Linked DNA regions of Mus musculus: regions 1, 3 and 4 are each linked to region 2. A link is a contact called in public promoter capture Hi-C data. All regions are on one chromosome and are shown on one strand. Each heading gives the region's core, a stretch centred on a gene start, on an enhancer-like site or on the middle of the called end of the contact. The rest is flanking DNA. Distances are from core to core; before and after follow the strand shown. Region 1 holds the start of Shank3 (SH3 and multiple ankyrin repeat domains 3). Region 2 holds the start of Creld2 (cysteine-rich with EGF-like domains 2). Region 3 holds the start of Rabl2 (RAB, member RAS oncogene family-like 2). Region 4 holds the start of Mapk8ip2 (mitogen-activated protein kinase 8 interacting protein 2).

What was found. Promoter capture Hi-C pulls out the DNA fragments that hold promoters and counts their contacts.
Region 1: a contact with region 2 is called in a promoter capture Hi-C map of cranial neural crest. The contact joins the promoter of Shank3 here to the promoter of Creld2 in region 2. A contact is called at or near these places in 2 of 39 promoter capture datasets (the HPC-7 cell line and cranial neural crest), 1 of 484 Hi-C or Micro-C datasets (muscle stem cells), 1 of 115 datasets of contacts at active chromatin or transcription factors (embryonic hindbrain) and 1 of 9 other capture datasets (liver).
Region 3: a promoter capture Hi-C map of pre-B cells shows a contact between it and region 2, with 4 times the contacts expected there. The contact joins the promoter of Rabl2 here to the promoter of Creld2 in region 2. A contact is called at or near these places in 3 of 39 promoter capture datasets (the HPC-7 cell line, hematopoietic stem and progenitor cells and pre-B cells) and 1 of 9 other capture datasets (adipose tissue).
Region 4: a contact with region 2 is called in a promoter capture Hi-C map of pre-B cells. The contact joins the promoter of Mapk8ip2 here to the promoter of Creld2 in region 2. A contact is called at or near these places in 8 of 39 promoter capture datasets (the C10 cell line, cranial neural crest, embryonic stem cells and 3 more), 1 of 484 Hi-C or Micro-C datasets (the CH12 cell line), 2 of 115 datasets of contacts at active chromatin or transcription factors (bone marrow-derived macrophages and large pre-B cells) and 1 of 9 other capture datasets (liver).

The regions. Positions count from the first base shown.
Region 1 is chr15:89,497,741-89,502,165 of GRCm38.p6, reverse strand. It overlaps Shank3 (SH3 and multiple ankyrin repeat domains 3), which reads right to left and starts at 2,558. Exons shown (of 22, transcript NM_021423.4): 1 at 2,247-2,558; 2 at 1,748-1,951; 3 at 691-762. The coding sequence starts at 2,534.
Region 2 is chr15:88,816,839-88,821,025 of GRCm38.p6, reverse strand. It overlaps Creld2 (cysteine-rich with EGF-like domains 2), which reads right to left and starts at 1,380. Exons shown (of 10, transcript NM_029720.2): 1 at 1,192-1,380; 2 at 1,013-1,095; 3 at 387-497. The coding sequence starts at 1,314. It overlaps Alg12 (asparagine-linked glycosylation 12 (alpha-1,6-mannosyltransferase)), which reads left to right and starts at 1,708. Exons shown (of 10, transcript NM_001142357.1): 1 at 1,708-1,768.
Region 3 is chr15:89,589,813-89,594,206 of GRCm38.p6, reverse strand. It overlaps Rabl2 (RAB, member RAS oncogene family-like 2), which reads left to right and starts at 2,284. Exons shown (of 9, transcript NM_026817.3): 1 at 2,284-2,387; 2 at 3,781-3,934. The coding sequence starts at 3,828.
Region 4 is chr15:89,452,390-89,456,741 of GRCm38.p6, reverse strand. Mapk8ip2 (mitogen-activated protein kinase 8 interacting protein 2) reads right to left here and starts at 2,831. Exons shown (of 12, transcript NM_021921.3): 1 at 2,457-2,831; 2 at 1,453-1,558; 3 at 1-217. The coding sequence starts at 2,521.

The DNA.
Region 1 (4,425 bases), core at 1,309-3,808, 680 kb before region 2:
TGGGGTCACAAAGACCTTTCCCTATACTCCAGAGCCCATCAAGAAAGTATCCCATGAACAAATTCCCATTGATCCACAGAACTGGGGGAGTTGGAAAGGGGCTGTGACACCCACCTTGCCCCCTGGACACCCAGGAGGGGTTTAGTACCCCCTCAAAAAGAAAGTGAATAGAGTCAGGCCCTATACTCTATATCTGGGAGTAGGTCCCAGATGCAAAGACACTATACAGGTTAAGTGTACCCAGGCCACAGGGCCTACCTAGTCAGACAGATCTGAGCCAGCTTCACCGGGCAGTCACAGCAGGTGACTCAAGCCCTCTGCCTCACCTGTAAAATGTGTAGCAAATCCCTCCTGGAAGAGAATTCATGAGCTACCTAATTTTGTGTTCCTTATATAGAGAACTTCTTGCCCTCTCAGAGCCAACACATTGGATGCTTATTGGCTTCCCTGCCCTGCCCCCCCCCCAGCCCCCAAGCTTCTAACAAGGCTCTCACCCCTACACCAGCCAATATCTGATTAAGCTGCAACCTATCACTGGACCAGCCATGGGCATGGAGCCTGTGCCCACCCAGCATGCCCAGCTCCAGCTCAGGCCCTGAAATCAACTTGGGGGGAAAAGCAGGCTGGGTCAAGCCAGCATGGGGACAGTCAGTGGCCATGGGGAGTCCCCTCCAGGGACTGCCTCCTTACCTTTGTGTGTAGCTTTGCAAACTGCTTGTCATCTATGAGGTTCTGGGCATAAACTCTCCGCTTGTATCGGAACTGCTCAGATAAAGAAAAGGTGGGGAGAAGACTACCACACAGGCCCATGTGAGCAAGAGGTGGCTACCACCTCGGGCTGCTTGCCTCCCTCCTGCCCACAGTGTCACTCCCGCACAGCCATGCAAGTCCCAGACACACACGTACAGAGTGGACAGAAATGAAGTGACAGCTACTGACCACCTACTACCCAGAAACGATGGGCAGTCCAGAGAAGTACTTGGCCAACTAATGGCCTGGTGGGCCCACAGCTCAAGTCAGCTTCATTTCCACCACTGGGACCTGGAAAACTCTACTGCTCTCCCAAGATCTGAAACTAAGCTTCTCCTAGACACTTCCACTCCAAGTAGAAATAACCCAATTCCTGGTGGAAATTCCATGAGGGTCAGACCAACTTTGACCTTGGTGTATACACACACACACACACACACACACACACAGGACGAGCCCTTCCTATTGAGACTAGGTCTCCGTCCCTATGGAATGGCACTCAAATCACCTTTATATGTCACAAATGGTGTTAATATTATTTTGGGCTAACCTCAGAAGACATGGGAGTGAGTGGCAAGAGGAGGCAAATGTGCACACAAGTGACACTGTTCGCACCACATGACCCCTAACGCACTCACTCTTAAACCGCTCGCACCACACACACGCCCCGAGTGCAGTGCATGTGTGGCATGCATGTGCTCATTGTGTGCTGTCCAGATTGCTCGCTGCAAGCGCTCTACACACGGCGCTCACACTGTTTCTCCATGCTTAAGCTGCAACACACCACTTACCACACAGGCAGCTTGCACTTCACCCTGCCCACTGCACTCGAGGTGTACCCACCTCGGTCTCTCAGCACACTGCTCAGGCTGCACACAGCCCCCCACCGCGCCTGTCGCCAACTCCTCCCGGCCTGCCCTTCTACTGCTCCAGCCACGGAGCTCAAAGATCACACCCTGAGCGCTCCATTCCACCCCCACCCCAGTCGGCCCAGCACCTCCAGATAGGGCAGGGGCGTGTCCAGGTTAGGCGGGTAGTCCTGTAAGAGCCGCTCTTCATCCAGGAACTTGCCGGCGCGACCCCGGGAGGGAGGCTGGAATAGCCCGTAGTTGAGCGCGTCTTGAAGGCTATGATTGAGGGCGCAGAGCACACGCTGCTTGGCGGCCCACACGGGCGCGGTTGGGTCCAGACGCAGGCACTTCTGCAGCGGAGCGAGTCGTGAGCCCGGACCTGCGGGCGCAGGGCCCCGCGCCCCGGGCCCCGCTTTGGAGGGCTAGTTGGGGAGCGAGAGCAGGGACCCCGCGCCACCGCGCAGAGGCCGAGGCCCCGCCCCGGGGCTGGGCTTCCAGGGCCCCGCCCCGGCGATGGGGAGGGTCCCGCGGAGGCGGCGGGGGAGGGGCGAGTGGCCACGGCCGGGGGTCCTGGCGCAGGGCGCGCCCGGCGGGGGTCACCGCTAGCGGGCCACACAGGGGTACGGCGAGATCGCAAAGGCTCACCGTTTGTTGCAGGTCCGGGATGCCGACGCGCACGACCACGGCGCTGGCCCCGGGGCCGTCCATCCCGGTGCTAGCGCCCGGGCCCGGACTGTTCCCGGCGGAGAGAGGAGCGCACGGGGACTCCGCGCGGCGCCCTGGCCCCCCCTGACCCCCCGCAAGAGCCCCGCCGACCGCGCTACGCGGGAGGGGGCCGGGGGGGGCCGGGGCCGGGGCCAGCGCGGGGGACAGCGGCTCCGGGGGCTCCGCAGGCGCAGCGGCGGCGGCGACGGCGGCACGGTTTAGCTGCATCGGCCCCGGCTTCGAGCGGCGCCTGCCTTCCCCGGGGGCGGGGGCGGCGGGGGGAGGGGGCCCGAGCCCGGAGCGGAGCGGAGGCGGGGAGGGGGCCGCGCCGGAGGCGGGGATGGGAAGCCCGGGGCCGGGAAACTGGGGTCCCCCGCGGGGTCGGGGCGGCGTGGGCGTGTGGTGCAGAGGGCGGGGGCCGGGGGCCCGCGCCGAAGAGGGGGGGGGTTGGCTGTCGAGGGGGAGTGGCTGACACAGCGGGGGGATGGCACGCCGCGCTTCCGCTGCAGGCGAGCGTCGCAGACCACCGTACTGGGGTGACGGAGGGTTCTAGAGCTGGGTGGGGAACGCGTCGGGGCAAGAGGACCCACAGGCCGACTGAGAGGGAGAGACAAGCAGGAAAATTGGTGACCCGGGGTGGAAATCTCCCCAGTCTGCCGACCCCACTCCAGACCCCAAGGAGGTGGTGGGGTCACCCGAGCACGGTGCTGGGTGGGAGTCGGAGGGCTGCAAACCCCAGGCGCGAGCAGGGCGGAGCTGCAGTCCACGGGAGCTCCCCCCAGACCAACCCTTCTAACCGCGCCCAGGGTGTTCCTCTCGGCCCCCACCACAACCGAGTTTGGGGAGTCTGTCCGGACTCTGCGGGCCTCCCGCACCTTGGGTAGCCCAACCTTGCAGCTGGTCGCCCCCTCCCCGTCACCTTAGCGACAGCAGGCTGGGGGCGCGACCTACGAGGAAAGGCTTAGGGGAGGGGGCGCCACTAGTCTCCACCTGCGGCGGGGAACTGAATTTTAGTTTCACACGTTGTCGTGGCAACGCGGGAGGGGGTGACGAGTGGGCGGGGAGGGGAGCGCTGCGAGTGAACCAACTCAGGCGCCGCCCGCGTGGCGTGCCAGCCTTAGCCCGGCGCTGCCTCGGAAGTGCCCAACGCACGGGGGCCTAGCTCCCAAGGCCCAGAAAGGTGTAGCCCCTGAATGGATGAATTGCCCTACTCGGTAGTGTCTACTGCCTTCCACTGCACTCTCCCGCATACCTAGACTTACACCTCACCCCCTAAAGGCCCCAGAGAGCCACTCATCGGTGGCGGCACAAACTGGACAGCTTTTGTGGAGCAGCCTGGCCGGGAACTCTGCCAGTGGCAGAAAGCATCCCCTTAGCCACAGCCTCTCCTACCTTCTCCGTGAGCAACCCTGGATCGCCCACAAAACTGGCTATTCCTGCGCATCCCAGGAATAACCCTGGACTACCCTGGTCCTATACACGATAGAGCCTCCCCAGATCCCACCCCCTGACCACCTGGGTCACCTCAGAAATGCCCTCACCCCACACAGAACAGTGATTGGCTTAGACTGCCCCCCCCCAGAACAGCCTGCACTCCCCCACGGATCCTCCACTTTCCCAAAATGTTTCATGACTCCATATAGGGCTCTCTGACCAATCGCAACCACACAGCATTGTCCTCCATGGACCACCTGGCTCACTCCCACATCCCTACCCCTTGAGGGAGAGCCTTCTCCCTAAAGAACCTCCCTTAAAAAACCCGCTTACCCGGCAGAGCTGAGTCTCCAGTGCCTCTGTACGTCTGTTCCCTGCTACCCTCAAGCCTGGGTGGACCCCTCCGTGCTTGGGGAAGTGAAGCCCCAGTAGGCTCTGACCTCCAAGCCCCTCCCAAGGTGTGCCTGAGTGGTGCAACTTAGGGTACCCTAGGGCTTAGGGCAGGATGTCAGAGGAGCAGGAGAGGAAAGAGTCTCCCTTATCTCCAGGAAGCACCTTGGGAAGCTCGGGGCTGGGTTTCCTGTGTTCCAACCCAGAGAGGAAACTCTGCTTCCTGACCCTGGAGTCTCTAACATCTTCCTCCCTTGCCTCTTTCCTCTCCGCCTTGACCCCTGCCCCAACTCCC
Region 2 (4,187 bases), core at 131-2,630:
ACAGGCGTTTTCAAACATATCAGCGGGGGAGTTGACTTTATAAGTTAGGTGTAGTAAGAGATCAGTAACTAACAGTGATAGCCAGACAGTAACGATGCGCTGAAGTGAGGCTTAACCACTCCAATTTTCACTTCTTAACTTCAGGCTGAAGCAACTAAGGACCTCAGGTGATTCGGGCTAGGAGGCACTGTCCACGCCCTCAAGGCTATGTGATGGGGGAAGCAAGGGTCAGGTGTGCACAGGACCTCCTTGGAAGCTTCTAAGAGATGGTGGCAGCGCAGGGGTAAATCGGGATGGGGATGTAGGATATTTCCTGCTTCTCTAGGTTCTCTACTGGGAAGATACTGCAAAATGCGAGATCAGAAGACAGGGTCCCAGGCACTCACAGTGTCTGCCACCAAGCCTCTAGCTGCTCCTCCTGCTGCTCCAAGAGTTGGTTGCACTCAAAGTCACTGCTGTCACACAGACCCTCCATGATCTCCAGAAGCCGGATCTCACTGAAACACAATCTGTCAGCACCCCAAAGCACCAGCACCCCAAAGCACCAGTCTGCTCACTTTACACATGTCCCTCCTAGAGACTACTTTAGCGAAGAGGAGAGTCTCTACAACCACAGGCAAGGTTAGTCAGTAAGGGGAGGCTAACCGGGGGGTGTGCAGCGGACCCAGGAATGGTAGGCCCCTCCATCCCTACAGCATGAGAAAGGGAGCTTATTCCATTAGTCAGGGAAGCCAGAAGTCTCTAGGAGGGCGAGGGGCTCCAGTCTGAGTTTCCAAAAGGCCCGTGTGCGTGTGTGTAAAAGCCTTCCAGTGTCTGTGCGCACAGAAGTGGCCGTAGGGAGTGTGGAAACCACAGACCAGTTGAGTGGCCAGAGGCAGGGACGACCATTGACAGGTGTCCACCACCATCGAAGGGGTTCCTCCGTGTGCCGGTGGTCTGCACCGACCCCAAGGTCTGACCACCGATTCACAGACCGCGACCGCACATCCTCGCACTTCTTGGGAACACTCACCTGAATTCGTACTTAGACAGCGTCTTCTCTTCCCACGCCGTGTTGCCGCCACCGAAATTCTTCCTGGCCGTGTTGGCCATCCCCTGTAGTGGAGGTGGCACCAGCTCGATGGGCTACCGTGAACCCCGCCGCCAGCCCCTGCCCCAGCGCCGCTGCCCCGGACCCCGCCGCCCGCCCACCTGGTTGAACTTGTCCACCAGCGTCCGGCATCTCTGGCACATCGTCGGCTTCCGGGAGGCTACGGCCCCGGGCGGCGGCAGCAGCAGCAGCAGCCCGAACGCGGCTGCAAGCAGCAGGTGCATGGCGGGAGGGCTGCCCGGCGACCCACCGAGAACTGCGGCGGAGTCTGAGCCTCCGCCCACCGGCCCGCGCGCCGGCCGTTCCCCGGGCTACTTGACTGCGTCGCCGAGGCCCCGCCCACCTTTCACCCCGCGCGCTTCTATTGGCCGGAGGAATCCCCCTTGCCTGATGTGGACCAATTGAGGCTCGCCACGAGAAGCCACCAATGAGAAGGCCCCGGGTCAGCGTCCCGCGAGAATGAGGCAGAACCGTAATCTTCTATCGGGTCCCCATGCCCCGCCCTCCACGAGTGGCCATCTTTTCTCCGGGCGGGAAGCGCCAGCTGCGGTCGCCAGCCTGGGCAATGGTGGCCATGTCAAGTTCGGGCAAAGACTTGGCTTCCGGGCCCGGTTTCCGCAGCCGGCTTCCTGCCTTGGTCAGTCTGCTCAGTTCCGCGGGGTCCTGCGGAGAGGAGAGGTTAGCGCGCGTCGCCGGGATTGGTGTACTCGGGCGGGAGGTGGCGAAGCTGGGGTTCTCCCGAGCGCGCGTGACGGCCTTTGAGTTCCTCAACCCGGGGATGGACCTGTCACTTAGAGGCTGAGCGTGTCCCTGGGGGCGGGACATCTCGCCCGAGGCCTGGACCGTTCATCCATCCTCCTCACCTGGCGCCCGGAGCTGTCATCCGTAAACAGAGCTCTACATCTGGGTCCTGCTCAGTGTGGTTGAGGGGGCCCCAGTGGTCGACATTTCCTCAGGGGCCTCAGGCAGTGAGTTCACAATGACCTTCCGAACTTTAAGTGACCTGAGGGAGGAGGAGGAGGAGATGTGGACTATGTGTATTTTAAAGAACATCTGATTGTATAAATAGTAACAGTTTAGTCTGGTCTTTGGTTTACAAGTAAGTTCATCTACACCAGCTAACACTTCCAGGTTAAAGCCACAATTTGAACGAATGATTCCCACAGTTCCCTTGGAAGCTTTGGAATCACAATGGACAGGGACGACAGGATCTTTGAAGGGTACCCCCTAATCTGAGATGCCCTCCTCCTCCACGCCACATTTGCGAAGAGTATAGCTTTTAATTTTTTAAAGATTTGTTTATTTTATGTATATGAGTACACACGGTAGCTGTACATAGGGTTGTGAGCCTTCATCTGGTTGTTGGGAGTTGAATTTACGACCTCTGCTTGCTCTGTGCATCAGATCTCATTACAGGTGGTTGTGAGCCACCATGTGGTTGCTGGGATTTGAACTCAGGACCTTCAGAAGAGCAGTATAGCTTTTTGGAGCTTGGCTCCTGGAGCTTAGCCATTAGCATCTCTTCTTCCCTGCAGCTGCCCCCATTCCTGTGATAGGTGTTTTGTTTTGTTTTTTTTTTTGGTTTTTTGAGACAGGGTTTCTCTGTATAGCTCTGGCTGTCCTGGAACTCACTCTGTAGACCAGGCTGGCCTCGAACTCAGAAATCCGCCTGTCTCTGCCTCCCAAGTGCTGGGATTAAAGGCGTGCGCCACCACGCCCGGCTGATAAGTTGTTTTTATGTACTGGTGAATAACTCCCTTGTATTGTTTCTGCTCCTGGTTGAGCGGTCCAGCTCACCCTGGTCTCCTGTTGTCTTTGAAAATAGCTAGCCGGGCGGTGGTGATGCACACCTTTGATCCCAGCACTTGGGAGACAGAGGCAGGCGGATTTCTGAGTTCAAGGCCAGCCTGGTCTACAGAGTGAGTTCCAGGACAGCCAGGGCTACACAGAGAAACCTTGTCTCGAAAGAAACAAAAAAACAAAAAAGAAAGAAAATAGCTGCTGTTGGTCCTCAGCAGAACACACACCCCTTTGTGGCTGTGAGGAAGGAGGAGGATCGGGTGAGTTCTGTGGGTAATAGCCCACCCTAAAGCTTGGGTTTCCTTCAAAGGTCTGCAGAGCAGATAGTTGAAGCAGCGAAGTTGGAGTCCCTGAAGCAACGCATCTCGCACTGCTGCCTCCCTCGATGGCTTGGCCTCTTCCCCATCCTTTTCAATACCAAGGATGGCCTTGAACTTCTAGTCCTCTTGCCTCTTACCCCCTAGGTGCTGGGATACACACATATATTTACATACCTGGGGTTTATCCGGTTCTGGGGACCGAACCCAGGGCTTCAGGCTCTTAACAAGTTACCCAGGTTGACCTAGACCTCTTGTTTCTCCTGTCTCAGCCTCCCAAGTACTGGAATCCTAAGTGTGCATCACTGTACCCCAGTATGGTTTTGTGCCAGGTTGGGAACTTTATGTACATGTTGTTCTATAACCTAATTAGTCAATCGTCACACTTTCTCAGTTCAGGACTTTTTATTGGGTCTAACTCAGCTGGGCATAGTCAGACGTGGTGGAGTGTTGGCCAGACTCACTGTAGCCTTGCAACCGAACTTGGAATAAGCAAGTGCACGCTGTGGCTTATTTACACTCACTAAAGTCTTTATAATATGCCTTTGCGCAGGGCTGGGGAATACCTGTGGGGCATTTTCCTGATTGGTGATGTGGTAGGGCCCATCTCACTGTGGGTGATGCTATCCCTGGGCTGGTGGTCATAGGTGCCATAAGAAGGCAGACTGAGCAAGCCATGAGGAGCAAGCCAGTAAGCAGCACTCCTTCTTGACCTCCATCCACGTTAATCTCCTGCCTCCAAGTTCCTGCCTTGAGTTTCTGCCCTTAGTTTCCTTGGATCGTAAGCTGTAAGATGAAATAAACCCTTTCTTCCCCCAAGTTGCTCTTGGGTGTGGTGTTTTATCACAGAAATGTAAACCCTAACTGAGACCATAGGAATTATGAGCATTATTATATTTCACGGGGCTGGGGCTGGAGAGGTGACTCTGGTTAAGAATGCTGACTGGTCTTTTAGAAGACCAAAACTCAGTTCCCTGCAC
Region 3 (4,394 bases), core at 1,035-3,534, 770 kb before region 2:
GTGGCTGGGTGCTTCTTCTGACTCATTTGAAACTAGTCTCCCTCTTTCTCTCAAGCCGTTTATCACGAAGGCTTTCTGGCCCAAGTGTCCATGTATGCTGTCTGCCCTGCCCTGCTGCATGTGATCCAGTCCTCCAACCTTCTCCAGGACTTGACAGCAATCTTACAACCCTATCAGTTACTCTAGGAGGACTCAGTCGCAGTGGGTCTTAGGGAATACATAGCATAAGGGCTACTCACAAACCTCTGCCAGGTAAACTCATAACTGCACTGGGGGCAGGATGGGATTCCTCTCCTAGTTTCTGCTCAGATGAGGTCATCTAGGCCAAAGCTTCTTAAATTCTTTCTGCTCATGGCCCCTTTCACCCCGTAAATTTTAGGTAAACACAGATGTATAGGTATATAATATAGGTAAACAACTCAAACATTTACCCATGATAAACTATATGGAATTTTATTTTATTTTACAATAATTCATTGATATGCATATAATTTTACCATTTATTTAAGACAAAAGCAATATCTGGATTGCTTTATTTAATAAAATATTAAATCTTGGCTAAACATTTGATACTACATTTTTCATAGCTGATTTCTTTTTTTTAAGATTTATTTATTTATTTTATGTATATGAGTACACTGTCTTCAGACACACCAGAAGAGGGCATCAGATTCCATTACAGATGGTTGTGAGCCACTGTGTAGTTGCTGAGAATTGAAATCAGGACCTCTGGAAGAGTAGTCAGTGCTCTTAACCGCTGAGCCATCTCTTTAGCCCCTTTCATAGCTGATTTCATAGTTTAGATATTATTAGTGCTGAGAATGCTGCTACCGCACAAAGCAGCAGATGTGTGTTTGGAGTGATCTCAAAACTTGTTGGAAATTTTGTCCTCATCCCAAGCCAAAATTTATTTAGTCCTTTTTTTTTTTTAAGAAAAACAAAACTCAACAACTCAAAACACCAATTTCTAAAAACCAAGTATTTTAACATGATATAATCCAAAGATATACTAATTAGATAAATACTGTTTGAAATGCTGGTAGGAGAATATACAATAATAATAATAATAACAACAACAACATCCATGAAGCCTGAGGTGAGGAACTCCCACCTCCAACACACACACACACACACACACACACACACACACACACACAGTGTTGGAACTCATCCATCACTGAGCACAATAGCTTTGAACCTAGAATATTTCAGGCAGTGTTCTAGACTCTCTATGGCACTGCAGCAGGAGCATGTTGTAAAGCTGAGGTAAATCCCCAAGAGTCCATAAAGCGAAGGCTCCCAAGAGACACCACGGATACATTACAGTTTTTATTGTGAAATAATTTTTGATCTTTGCTATTAGGTCTCAAGCAATTGGCTAACTGAGGCGCCTATTTAACATATCAATGCAGACCTGGGTTCTCCCAGCATGCCCAGTCTCTACCTGTTAGAGGGTAGGGCTAGCATCCCCTGCCCCTACCCTAAACTACTCCAGCCCAAGGGCTGGGGGGAGGGGGGCTTTTCCCTAGTTGCCCCTCCATATATAGAGAGAGATTAAGAAAGTCAGAGCTCAGGGGCTCTTATGGAAGAGCTGGGGGAATGATTGAGGGCCCCCCCCCGGGGGGGGGGGGTATATGAACTCCACAGGAAGACTGACAGAGTCAAATAACCTGGACCCTTGAGGGTTCTCAGAAACTGAACCGCCAACCAAAGGGCATACACGGTTGGACACACAACACACACACACACACACACACACACACAGTAGGTGTGAAGCTCAGTCTTCATGTGGGTCCCCCAGCAACTGGAGTGGGGAGGGGGCTACCCCTAAAGCTGTTGCCCGTCTGTGGAATTCCTCTAGCTGGGTGGGCTGCCTTATCTGGCCTCAGTGGGAAAGGATGCACCTAGCCCTGCAGAGACTTAGTGTGCCAAGGTGAGAGAACACCCAAGGTCGGGGAAGGGGTGCAGGGGCTCTACTCTCTGAGAAAAGGAAGAGATGGGGGAAGGGACTGTGTGAGGGGGAGTCGGGTGGGAGAGGCAGCTACCGGTATGGAAAGTGAATAAATAAATTAAGGGGGGGTGTGTCGAGAAACAAGGCATCACATACTGCAGCAACCTGTTGCTGGCCATATGCCTCTCCAACCTGCGGTTCCCACTCCCACCGCAGACCAGTATGCCAGAGCATCCGCTCTGTCATCCCCGGGTCAGTAGAACAGATGCGCATCCTGGAAGGTGCCAGACAGACAGGCACTGCGCTAGCCAGCCCGCGCCTCGCTGAGGTCCTTCGGGCCATTGCCGGACAGCCCAGCTCGGGGTCCTGGTGCGGTCGCGTAGCAGCGGCAGAGACGCGGCCGAGCTGCTGCGGGACTGCAGTCATCTGTAAACGGGTAAGGCGGCTGGCTGCCTTGGCGGCCCAGGGGCTGTGGTGGGCGAGCGCATCTGCGGTGTTCCGGGTCCCTCTAAGCCTCCGCGAAGCCGAAAGTGCCTGGGGAACCCGCCCGAGAGGTGGGGCGGAGGGAAGGCGGAGACCCAGCCGAGAGCCGACCGCAGATCGCGGGTCCTTTATAAGGAGATGAGGGGTTAGGCCTGGTGGGCGCCTAAAAAACGTTTGTCCCACGAAAGAAAGCCCTCGTAAATCGCGAAGACACTGACAGTCACTGAGGGCTTCCATTGTGAGTCGATAGTCGGGGTTTGGCTTTCGAACGGACCACTCCCAGTCAGGCTGTAGTGTGAATGCCGTGCGTCCAGCTGGCGAAGAATCTGGATTATTGTACATTCGTACATTCGAAGCAGTGTTTGTCGAATCGGATTTGAATATGAAACGAGTGGACCGGGCTAGAGATGATGTTACGCACTGGTGTTGACACTGGATAGTAGTCACGTCTTATACTTGTGGAAATATGAGAAGTGTGCATAGAACTAGTTTACTGTTTATGTTTAACGTGTAACGTTCCTATATGCCCTAGTCTCCTGTTTACAAAACTGATGAGCAGTTAAATATCTGAGTTTAGGCAGTGCAGGACAAAGTCTTGACATGGTATTGTTTGTATCATCTACATTTAGGAATTGGGTAAAATTACAGAGCAGTAGTTCTCAACTTGTGTGACCCTTTTGGGAGTCTAATGATCCACTCTTTACAGGGCACACCTAAAACCATCAGAAAAATACAGATATTTTCATCACTACAGTTATGAAGTAGCAACTGGAATAATATTATGGTTGAGGGAGTCACCACCACATGAGCCACTAGTTGCAGCATTAGGAAGGCTGAAAGCCACTAGAGGTTTAAAAAGGACACCCGCAAAATAAAAATAAATAAATAAAAGTTTTGAGGAATTACCAAGGTGAAGGGACTGTGATGCTGATGGCAGCAATGGGACAGAGAAGGAAAGTGGTCATGAATGGGTCAGGCATCATAGATTGTACAGTTAATGTCTGCCTGTTTTTGCGAAATATCAGATTTCCATGTGACTTGGGCACTCTGTTGATGTTTGTTGCTTGTGTTTTTACAAGTAAAAATATGTATATAGAAAATGTATATATGCTGAACTTGTAAATCTAGTACAGAAGGTAGGGAGAGAGGTGTGACCCAGACACCTCTGCAATGAGAAATGTCAGGAGACTCCAGAGACAGAGATAGAGCTCCCAGGCTCAGCGCATGGTGGCCAAGTTGTCAGGATGTGGGTTCTCTCTCATCAGCTGCTCAGGAAGAAGAAGAAACTAGATTTAGTTGAGGGGAGTTCTCACCTCTTAACGGCGAACTCTTGTCGGCTTTCCCAGACGGTGACGAGACCCCGGGGCTGGCAGTCGTCTGCCAACAAGAGCCGATGGCAGGGGACAGAAACAGGCACTGTGAGCTGGAGCAGGAGAAGTACGACACCCATGAGAACGTGAAGATCATCTGCCTGGGGGACAGTGCGGTGGGCAAGTCCAAGTACGTCAGAAAATCAGGGAAGAGCAAACGACCCCAGAGCGGCCCTGGGTGGATGAGAAAGGTCCTCCAGAGATGGAGAGAGTGTATGTGGTTTCTGTGAGCTGGTGAGGGGGGCACCATGATGGGAGACCAGGTGTGCATGGGCAGAAATGTCAGTAACTGTGTTCAGGAGGAAATGAGAGAGAGTCGAAGGGACAGAAATCAGGGAGCCTTCTGAGTCCTCACAAGAGCTGTTGGGTGGATTGCCCTGGAAATTACTGGTATAGTAGAGGGGTGGCAACTGCGATATTACTGCCTCTGTGAGGTTGGGGGGTTACTGGAACAGGGCAGTGGGGATGGGGAAAGGAACAGGACAGGTAGAATAAAGGCAGGAAAGATGCTTCCTTGGAGAGACACCCCCCACCCCCACCCCGAGGTTGAACGATAACTGACTGCAATGGTGTAAATGACTGGATTATTC
Region 4 (4,352 bases), core at 1,582-4,081, 630 kb before region 2:
AAGGAGAGGGAATAAGGGAGTCTCCAGCAAGTGCCTGTGAACCAGGCCCTCCCCCTGCTTTGCCCTGCCTATCTCCATCTTCCTCCTCTTCCTCCTCTTCCTCCTCCTCCTCATCGTCCTCCTCCTCGTTGTCGTCGATCATCTCAAACTCCTGGAAATCATCTTGGAAGGAACAAATAGGGTGTGGCTGCTCCGAGCGGCCCAGAGAGAGACTGTCCTGCAGGAAGGAGGGGACAAGACAGAGTACAGCAATCACCTGGAGTCCCCGGCAGTAGAAGAGGAGGAAGCAGGAAATTGAAGAGTACCTTCCAGTTCACTGTACCCCATCATCAGAGCGAGGTTTGTTTGATTAAAAACAAAAACAAAACAAAAAAAAACCAAATAAACAAAAAAGCTGCTTAAGACACAGATTGATCACTGTACTTCTGGGAAGGGCCCAAATTTTGGAGACATTCTCAGAGTAACCCCAACTGACCTCCCAGTTTTATTCATCCCCAGACCCCATCATGTGTACACCGCCAGCCTGCTGCCTTTGTAGCATTTTATCAGTTCACAGCTCCTGACTTACACACCAGACTGTAAGACCACCAGAACAGGGTCGCATCCACACTGCACTGGCGTACTCCCATGGGAACATCATCAATAAGATGTAACAGAAGAATGCATCAACATGGAGCGCTGGTGATTCACCAAGTCTGTACCAACCCCGGGGTCTTTGGCATAGCCAGTCCTTCTGCCAGCAATTCCTTTCTTCCACACCCTCCTACCTAAACCCATCTGCCTGGTTCCTGCTAACCTCGGGGTTCTGTGACTTAAAATTTCCTCTGGGAAGTTTTCCTGGTTCCCTCCGTCTGGACTGGATTCCCGTCCCCATCATCACACTCTGTGTCCAGTTGGAACGGGGCCACTGGCATACTAGTGATCACTATCTCTCACTTATATTCACCCTCCCGCCCCCTCCCTCCTTCCCCCCCTAAACTGAGAGTTGGTGGGGTGGGGCTGCTATCTGGCTCTGCTCAATGCCTGTAAAGCACCCCCCCCCCCACTTGACACATGGCATTTCCTCAAAACAAGCAGAAATGGAAACATATAGACAGAAGGGCTGAAAGGGAAAGATTTTAAAGGGAGATGAGCTAGAGAGGCCACAGAGGTTGAGTTTTGGGAGAAAATGGAGGGTTTAGAGCTTTGTGGGGAGTGATCTAAAGAAGGAGCACCCAGGCACACCTCCTCTTGTGGCACTATGCTGGGTAGATCTGCCAAATAAGAGCCTCTGAAGGGCCTACGGCGTGTTAGGAAAGAAGACTGGCACCAAGGGGCCATCAGCAAGAGCAGAGGATTTTTTGCACAGCAGCTGAACTCAAGACTCCCTAAACCCACAAGCATGCTAGGGAGGCTGAGCCTGTGTGAACCTCCTCCATACTCAGACCCTACACACCCAGCCCCTTTCCCCACCTTCTCACAGTGGTCCGAGTCGTAGCTAAGGCCCAGGCCACAGTCGTCCGTGATCTCAGACAGGTCTTCATCATCAAATTCTTCCAGGCTTATGTCCTGGGGAGGCCTGAAGAGGAGGCCAGGGTCAGAAGGCCACCTGACCTAGGCTCCTGGCCTGAGAGCTGATCCTGAGGACATTGGTGGGAAAGGTCCAGCTCCCAGGGCCCCCAGCTCCCATGCTAAAGCCGTGTCGTTTTTTGACCCCAGGCACTGCTCTCCCCTGGGTCCCCTCCTCCACCACAGGGAATGAGCCCAGAGGAGGCATCCCTCCACAAACCCCTCCCACTCCTTTTCAGCTCAGCTCCCAGCCCCTGTGGGTCACAGCTTCAGCCTCAGGGGAGATACCTTGAACCAACGGGGGGGGGGGGGGGGAGGGGGGGGAGCTGCGACAACAGGAGAGGGAGGGGTCCAGCTGTTCCCCATCCACTCCTACACAGAAACAGGCCTACATCCAAACATCCAGCCCCTCCAATCCCAACTTCCCCATCTCACCCCCAGAGCTTCAAGCTTGATTTCACTCTCTGCCGTCCTGGGGGGAGGGGGGGTTGGGAGGGAAGAGGGCTAGGGGCAAGGCCCTAGCCTTTATGGAAGGAGGCATAACAAGGCCAAAAGGACACTGGCAGGAACAGACTAGGTGCTGAACACCCTGCCTAAAATCCCTCAAAGGGTCAATCGAGAGACCGCACCCTTGCTAGGTCATCGGTCCTGGCTGGGTGCGGTTCGGTATCCCAACAAGAAAAGTGAATGTGTATCTCTGTGTGGGGGTGGGAAAGGGGGGGGGTTGCCATTGGGTCTGCGCGACAAGGAGCAAACACCGAAGGACCCGGAGCCCAGGGTGGGGGATGGGAGCATCAGTCAGAGGCCTGCAAACCAAGGAGGCGCCCTGGCCTGGGTAGTTGAAGTCGATGGGGTGGAGTGGCAGGCCGAAGAGACCTACGTGAAGATGAGACCCGCCGAATGCGTACCTGCAGCCGGGAGGCGACAGCGAGTGAAAGGTGGAGAGAGAAAACATCTCCGCGCGATCCGCCATCTTCCCTGGAACCGCCGGCCGGCAGCGAGGGGGAGGGGTGAGGAGCACCGCGCGCCCTTGGTGCTCAGGCTCGCGGCCTCTGTCTCCCCACTCACCTCGTGACACGCCCTGCGACACCCGTCGGCGACACACCTCAGCGCCCTGCCAGGACACCGCGGCAGCAAGCCGCGCCGCAGGGGTGAGGGGAGGGAGTGGCGCAGGGCGGGGCCTGAGGTGGGGGCGGAGGAATGGGGGTCGAGCCGAGAAAGGATGCGGGATGCGAGGTGGTGGTGGTAGCGGTGGTGGTGAGATTCTGGTCGGGAGAGCTGGCGGGCGGCTTGCGTGGTCCTAGCGTGGAATAGGCGAGAAGGGATAGGTGGAAGCAGAGACACGCTGGTAGACCAAAGGTTTCTGCAGGAGCCGAGAGAGGTGCGGGGGAAATGGGTGCGGTAGACCCAGGAGCCAGGACCAACGCGGCCCGGGAATGCGCGCCTCTGGTTACAGCGGTGTGCAGTGCTCCTGGGAGGTGGACTGCTCGTGGAGGGGTGATGGGCGAGGACTTAGGAACAGCGTTCATGCCCCGGCAAATTCGAAAAGCAGAGTTGGTCAGGAACCCACCAGACCTCCTAACCCACCAGACCTCCTAATCCACCAGACCTCCTAACCCACCCAGACCTCCTAACCCGCGCTAGACCTACTAACCCGCTAGACTTCCTAACGGGTGGCAGAGGGAGCTGTCCACCCGAGGGTGCTGATCAGAGCTCGTCGGAGCTGTTCTCCACTGGGTGCTGATGAGGTCAAAAGAAACTTCTCCTTAAGATTTGCTGACTCCAGCTATTATCCTGACAGTGCTAATGGAACCGGGACAGTGACTCTGTCTCAAAGGATGTGAAGAGGTCTGGAATCAGAGTCCAGCATTCAGAAGCCAACATTGAACTTTCTCTGTGTGGTACAGACTTGAAGATCCTGGGCAGAGATAGTGGTGGACACTAGAAGTTGAGGCTATGTTCATCAACTGAGCAGCTGTTTCTTGGGGCCACCTATGCTCTTGGCTCTGTTTTGAGTATGGAAAACCTCCAAGTTGAGGCATAGGCTTACTAAGAAGTTCTGTGTAGAGAGGCAGGGCAGAAATGGAGCCAATTGTGAAGTGAGGCAGAAGATCAAAGTAGTGATGGACAAGCTAGAGAAGAAGGGGTAGGGAGCCTCACACTGGAATTAAGTTTTGAAGGAAGAAAGAGACACTAGAGTGTTACGGCTGGAAATCACAGAGCAGAAGGGACTCAGATAGTCAGGTGAGACACCCTGCTCAACCAGTTTCTTAATTTCTGAATTGCCAACGAGTGTGACTTCTCCAGGCTTTCTCGGAATTCACTGGAATTGTACAACCCTGAACTCATCTCAGACTATAACCCCACACAAGCCTCTCTCTTATCAAATGATCACACCCAGATTCCAAAAGCATAGACAACCCCGGGAGGGGTTACCTCCCACTTCTCCTGTGGGGTTTCTCGTTGGCTCCAAGAGCACAGATTCTCCAGACTTAAGATCTAAGAGTGGTTACCCATCTTCATTTAGCCACCAACGTTCCGAACATGAGGCAATTATTCAATGCACCAGAACTCAGTTTCTCCATCTGAATAAAGGTCCTGTGACACACATAAACCCCGGGCACAGTGATTTATTAACAATCACTTAACATCTATCCTTCTAAATGCACAGTCGGGCATAGTGGCTCCTGTCTTTAATCCTGGCATGCAGAAAGCAGAAGCAAGTGGTTCTCTGTAAGCTTAGACTACATAGTGAGTTCAAGGCCAGCCAGGGCTGCAGAGTGAACACACACACACACACACAC